Regions from separate parts of the Hordeum vulgare genome. Here region 1 is linked to region 2. A link is a contact called in public Hi-C data. All regions are on one chromosome and are shown on one strand. The core of a region is the stretch at or near the end of the contact, and the rest is flanking DNA. Distances in the headings are between cores, read along the strand shown. Region 1 has its middle 24 kb from the start of LOC123450338. Region 2 holds the start of LOC123448064 (CBL-interacting protein kinase 15-like).

The links. Hi-C and Micro-C count contacts between places; a contact is called where the count stands out from the background.
Region 1: a contact with region 2 is called in a Hi-C map of leaf, with 6 times the contacts expected there. The contact joins the enhancer-like site here to the promoter of LOC123448064 in region 2. A contact is called at or near these places in 2 of 6 Hi-C or Micro-C datasets (leaf and seedling).

The regions. Positions count from the first base shown.
Region 1 is chr4H:113,704,697-113,707,869 of MorexV3_pseudomolecules_assembly, reverse strand. No RefSeq gene overlaps it. Among protein-coding and RNA genes, the nearest start is that of LOC123450338, 24 kb to the right of the region's middle. Within about 2 kb of position 1,514, at least 2 of the 3 cell types and tissues checked have open chromatin away from gene starts, as enhancers often do. A contact at or near this core is called in leaf, where this site is marked.
Region 2 is chr4H:113,544,036-113,547,132 of MorexV3_pseudomolecules_assembly, reverse strand. LOC123448064 (CBL-interacting protein kinase 15-like) reads left to right here and starts at 1,585. Exons shown (of 2, transcript XM_045124833.1): 1 at 1,585-1,714; 2 at 2,558-3,097. The coding sequence starts at 2,871.

The sequences.
Region 1 (3,173 bases), core at 265-2,764, 160 kb before region 2:
GTCGTGGCGACGGTGCGTGTGTGCAAGGGGCGAGCGCAAATCTGGCTCGCAGCGGGAGTCCTGCAGTGTCGAGGCGGTGCACGGTCGCAGGGTGTGGATCCTGAGGAGAGAGCAGGAGCTCGCGACGCGGGGCCTCGGCAGATGCAGATCCTGGCCAGGTGTGGTGGTGCCTGGAGCGGCTGCGGTGGCCGGGGCGCGCGGTGCGGTGCCGGTTGACGCCAGCGTGCTTTGTGGGGCGAGATCCGCAGGCGGCGGAGCTCATGGTGGAGGGGCCTTCGATGGTGGTCAAGTCTGGTGGGCTTGCCGACATCATTGCAGGATGATGTGCGACTTAGGTGGTGTGAAGCTTGATGAAAACCATGTCTTGGCCTCGTGTCGTGACTAGTGATGGCGGAGGCTATGGCCGTCATTGACCTTTTGGAGGCATCGTTGCGTGTTCTCCCACCCCTCCTGCGCGGATCTGGCCATTTCGGTCTCTCCGGGGGAAACCTTGATCTATGATCGGACGATGACAACGCCTTGATGTCGTATTCCCGCTTGAGGGCTTCGTTTTGGGAGCTTGGCGTCGGTGAGCGGGACCGATGGACGGCGGTTGGTGGCGGGTGTGACGTCGAGACTTTTGTGGCAACGATGATGGTGGGAGCGATGTCGGCGACGCGGCAATGGTTGCGGTAGTCGGCTCTTCTTCGACGTGTTCACGGTTTTGCCTCGGTTTTCTTGTTGCTATGGAGTCGAAGCTGCGGCGGCGGGGCCCTGCGGTATACGATGACTGGCTGCAGATAGCCCGTTCGGCATCTTTGTGGTGTCAGCCCCTGGTTTTGTCCTACAGAGTTCTCCGTCAGAGTCGGAGCTGCGTTGTCTGGCCGTAGGTCAACATGTCGTCGATAAGGGTGGGCTTTGCCCTGAGCGTGTGAGTCTAGGGGAATGGGCTTGGTCCTTGTTGTATCGGTTTTTGCCCGGTTTTCCGTGATTAACTGGTCAATTCTCTTCCGCTTATTTAATAGATGAGGCAATCTTTGCCTCCGTTTAAAAAAAAGTCTCTAGTTTAATTTCCGGTTGAAAGTGGCTATTTTTATTGCTCTTTTATCTTTTGCAGGCTTGTGAGCGTCTGCCATATTTGTTTCTTTAAAGAAAATCATGTGGCTAATTTTTGTTCATGGTATCTCGGCCCCACTAGATGTTACTGAATGTGGCTGTCCTTGTGTTGGCGTCTGTTTTACTTGTCTATCCAATCCACCGCATTCGGCAAGTTGTCGATTTTTTTGGAATATCTCGGATTTGCCATCATCCATGTGGCGATGAGCATCCGAGTCATCCCTGAGCCAGAGATGGTGATCTACCCAGCAAGCCCAGAAGAAAACATCAATTTTGCCGGGCAAAGAGAAATCAGAGTATGCGGTGGCTCGGGCTCGATAGGTGGTGTGAGATGCGGATGGGCGTGGCACTGACCCATCGTGGATCAACACGTAGGAGTACATCTGAAGACATGGACATAGAGTACGTTCGTCGTGGTATTATTGCGACGCGGCGACCCACCGCGTCCAGATGCTCAATCAATTTCCTGCGCTCGCTCAACCACCACCCCTACTCATCTCCTCTCATGCATTGGGTGCTAGTGGCGGTACTGATTGCTAGCTTGCGGCTGCTATGAAAATCTGCCAAGTTTGTACTTTCTGGAGGACAGATAGATTTCTTCCTTCAGAGCATGGTTAATAGTATAGTCAATTGCGAGAATGGCGTTTTGAAGGCCGAGCTTCATGAAGGCCTTTATTTTTAAAAATTCAAATTCTAATTTTTATGGTTCAAATAATTCTAAAAAAAATGCATGTATGTAAGGATGTAACCGACATGTGTATAAAATTTCAGGTCGAAATACTTTAAAACGTGATCTGTATAAAAAAGACAAATTCATGGTCTGAAATGATGAATAGTAACATGTGTTAAACAACCTCAGATTTGTCTTTTTTGCACAGCCCTCATTTCAACGTATTTTTTTTTTGAAAATTTACACACTTGTGTATTATACCTTCATTTATCTACGTATTTTTTTCAGAATTTTTTGAAACATTAAAATACAAATTTTCACTGAATTTGAAGTTTGAATTTAAAGGCCTCCAGTGAGCTCGGGAGCCAAAAGCAATATTCGAGCCAATTGCTGGCTATAAGTCATCTTATAGCCTATTTTATAGCTAAGTTATACAATAGTTAACTATAAAAGAGTACTATTTTTATCATATATGGTACACCTTTCATTCTCACAAAGCACCTAAGAGCACGTGCTAGAGCTAGCTCTTCACGAAGAGCCCGCTTCTCTTCTCTCTCCTCTTTCTCTCTAATCCAACTCAGTAAAAATATAGTATTTTAATCCTTACAGCCTGCTGACTATACCTTATTGTACTTACTCTCAACAAGACTGTATTCTTTCTGCTTACTCTTGTTTCCTCCTCCAACCCTCGGCGGATACGGCCAACTTTTTTTTAGACTTCATCAATGAGTTTGTAGATTCACCTTTCCTTAGACTACTTACAATAAGAAGTAACATAGAGTAATAACATACATATGTTAGTCTAAGTTACTACCTTCATAGTGGATAGTAACATAGAGGTAGTAACATTGAGCCTTCCATTTATGAGCCTATAGACTCAATTTGCCTCGGTATCCGCTATATTACTCCTACTATGAGTAACATGCTAAGGCTCGTCATAGTGGGGAGTATCATATAGTAGTATCATGCATATGATACTATTGTATGATACTATCTGCATAGTGCATAGTATCATAAACTAGCATCATATAAGTTTTTATTTATTGACATGCATGACACATAGTAGCATATCATTTAACATGTTACGGTATCTACCTATGTTACTCTAATCCTCTCATTATTCTTTAATTGTCTACCACATCAGCATGTTTGCTAGTCCCAAGTACATGATACTATCTAAGTTACTCCCACTATGGCCAGCCTAAGTTACTCAATTTCTCTTTTTTCATTAATTAGTTGCCACATCATATTTTTGCTTAGCTGACATCTATGTTACTACCTATGTTACTCCCATTATGGATAGTCTTAGGCTGGCCATAACGGGAGTAATATATGTAGTATCATATACTTGAAACTAGCAAACATGCTGATGTGACAGACAATTAAAGATGTGAGAGAGGGTTAGAAT
Region 2 (3,097 bases), core at 336-2,835:
AGGTCTACCCCCTAGTGGTTAAGAATCTCCTTTGTGGTGATATATCAGGGAGAAGGTGGGTATTTGTGGTGTTGGTTGTTCCTTTATGTAACTCTTGCCTCTCCATTTGTGGCTAACACCCCTCGAAGGGAAGGAACAATAGGATACATCTTCATCTCTATGGTCTTTGGTTAACCATAACACTGGCATGTTTACTTGTGTTATTACATTGGTCCCCTGCAAACTTCACACACACACACACACACACACACACACATATATATATGTATACAAGTTGGTTATCTCACCTTAGCAGTGTTAGGTTCACATTTCATATTTTGCAAAACCTAACTTGCTAACAATTGAAGTAAAATTTGTAGTTGACCTATTCACTGCCTCTAGGTCCATCTCAATCCTTTTAGGCCAGGGCTCGTGCTCGATCTATGCATATGGTCAACTAGCATCATAGGCGGAAACCAATGACCTCACATGTGATTGCGTAAGAACCTACACACAAGATGAGGCGTGGTAACAAGCCAACAGCCAAACATGTCATCGCGCCAGAGCACATTCCCGACGACGATGCTCATTCACTGCCTCCTCGATGTCGTTGACGTTACCGCTCATATGTGGTTGCCACATGAAATTGAAAACCAACCCCATATAAGCGACAAACGTGCAACCCCCCTCCCCCCCCCACACACACACCGCATGAGCAACATACAAAAGCGAGGATAACCACCGACCTAGTTGGTGGAACATGAGGATCTAGAGAGAGAAGGACGTCCGACTGACGTTGGCCAACGTATAAGAAAGCAAAACATAGACCAAACTTTCAGTTTTTAATAGGGAAAGCTTGAGCACGCCCAACATATAAATTAGGTTGTCCCCTTTGATTCCATCTTTGTCCGTCGGCTTCAGTTCTGATCGATGAAGGTTAGCCAACTTCATCCTTGTCAGAGAGCGTGTGAGAGTTGTGTCTCCCGACTCTGTCTAACCGGACCTGGAGCGTTATATAAGCCCTCTATGACGTTTTCTTCTCTGGGGCAACAATTTGCTATACTGATTACGGTCATCGACATCTTCAAGTCTACATCAACGAGACCATTGCTTCCACAAGCCCCTAGGTTTAAAAAAGTTTTCTTCACACAGGTACAGAAATGGCAATGGGTAACGAGCGCGCGCCGTCAATGGAAGCAAGAGAAAGAAGACTTCAATACCACCAAAGATTTGAATGTACTTTTCAATTTCTACAAGGATGTTTCATAAATATCCGCTACTTAATACTTCCTCCGTCCCAAAATAACTGTCTTAAGCTTAGTACAACTTTGTACTAGAGATAGTACAAAGTTGAGACACTTATTTTGGGACGGAGGGAGTATGACATCACGGGTCGTACGAGCATAATTCTTCCCCCCTAATCATGAAGACACAATGATACGATTTGTGCCACCCTACCAGGAATATGCCCCTCTGCGATGCGGTGCCCAGGAAACGCATCAGGGGCATCTTGGTCAAATCCACCACAAACTAGTTTCTTCTCCGCCCTTCCCCTTCCCTCCCGCGGCTCCTGCCCTGCCCTGCTCTGCTCTGCATTATATAAGAAGAGCGGCCTCCTCCTCCACAAGCACACACACCGAAACCAAACTCCAACAACTCACAGAGACAGAGAGAGAACTGCCTGGAGGTCCCGGCTTGGATCCAGAGCCTCCTCCCCTCTTGGCGCCGCCGGAAGGTACGCAAAATCCCCTCCCGTTTCTTTGATGTTCTTTGATTCCGTTTGGCCGTCGATGTAGGCATCCTTGTTGGCTAGTTTGTGCGTCTTCTTCAGTTTTGCCAAGGGTGAATCATTGGAGGAGTAATTCTTTCCGGTCTATAGAGTTTGGGTACATATGAGCCAACAAATTTTTTTGAAAGGAGAAGGCAGAGAAAATTCTGCCTTACGCATTTCAAAACAGGCCTGAGGCCTGAGTGACCGAGGTCAATTACAGGAGCCAAATTTACGGCCTTTTAATTGTCGGCGAGGCTGCTTTCGGCCGAGTACGGCGGTGCATTCATGTGGTTGGATGGATCTGGGAGTCTGCAAGTTGTTGTGCTCTTAGTTTTAGGATTGGATGGAGGAATGGCGCAATTCTCTGCAAAGTTAAACATATTTGGCCTTTTTCTTCATGAATTTGTTGACCGTGACACCGTGTTATGTTCCTACAATGTTTATAGTTTGTTAGAAATACGCACGATTTTTTTTCCCAAAGCGGTAAAGATCTAGCAAACCAGCGAGTTGCTTCTGAACTCTGACTTTTCTGCATACCTTTGTTTACACAAGTGTGCAGCCTTGATCTTAAAGTAAAATAATACTAAGAATTATACAGATACATATAAATCACCAACCGCCATGTCCCTGATGCTGTCAGATTGTTTACTCTAAAGATTATGCCAGAATCAAATTTGTTTCACCATTCTTCTTATTCTCTGGTTGTAAAACCAACCAATAAATGTTCTGTTATTTCTTGAGTAATCCATACAAGGGTATTTTTATTTTTCCATTGCGGTATCTGAAGATTTCTTTTCTTGTTTGCAGAAAACTCCAATATAAAACAAGCACTTAAAGCCTCGGGGAATGCTGAAAGATGTGCTTGCTTAGAAGACATTTCACCTGCGCGATAAAGGAGATTGCCTCTGCTCCACAAGAGCTGAGTTGTTCGACTCTTTATGCAAGCAACCATCTTGTCTGCATCATCTCTACACCATCTAGACTTCGTCGAGACAAAGACATGAGAGTGTTGTTCACTGTGGTGGATCAGGACTACCTTGGAGAGGATGGTTGAAGTGCTCCAGTCGATTTGAATTATATAGCCGCAATATAGGCTTGTGGTGTTATACAGCTAGAAGTCATGGCGAACAGAGGGAAGATTCTAATGGAGCGCTACGAGCTGGGAAGATTGTTGGGGAAGGGAACATTTGGCAAGGTGCACTTTGCGAGGAGCCTTGAGTCCAACCAAAGCGTCGCCATAAAGATGTTGGACAAGGAGAAGGTGCTCAAGGTTGGGCTCTCGGAGCAAATCAGGCGTGAGGTCACAACCATGCGGTTGGTGGCACACAAGAACATTGTTCAGCTTCA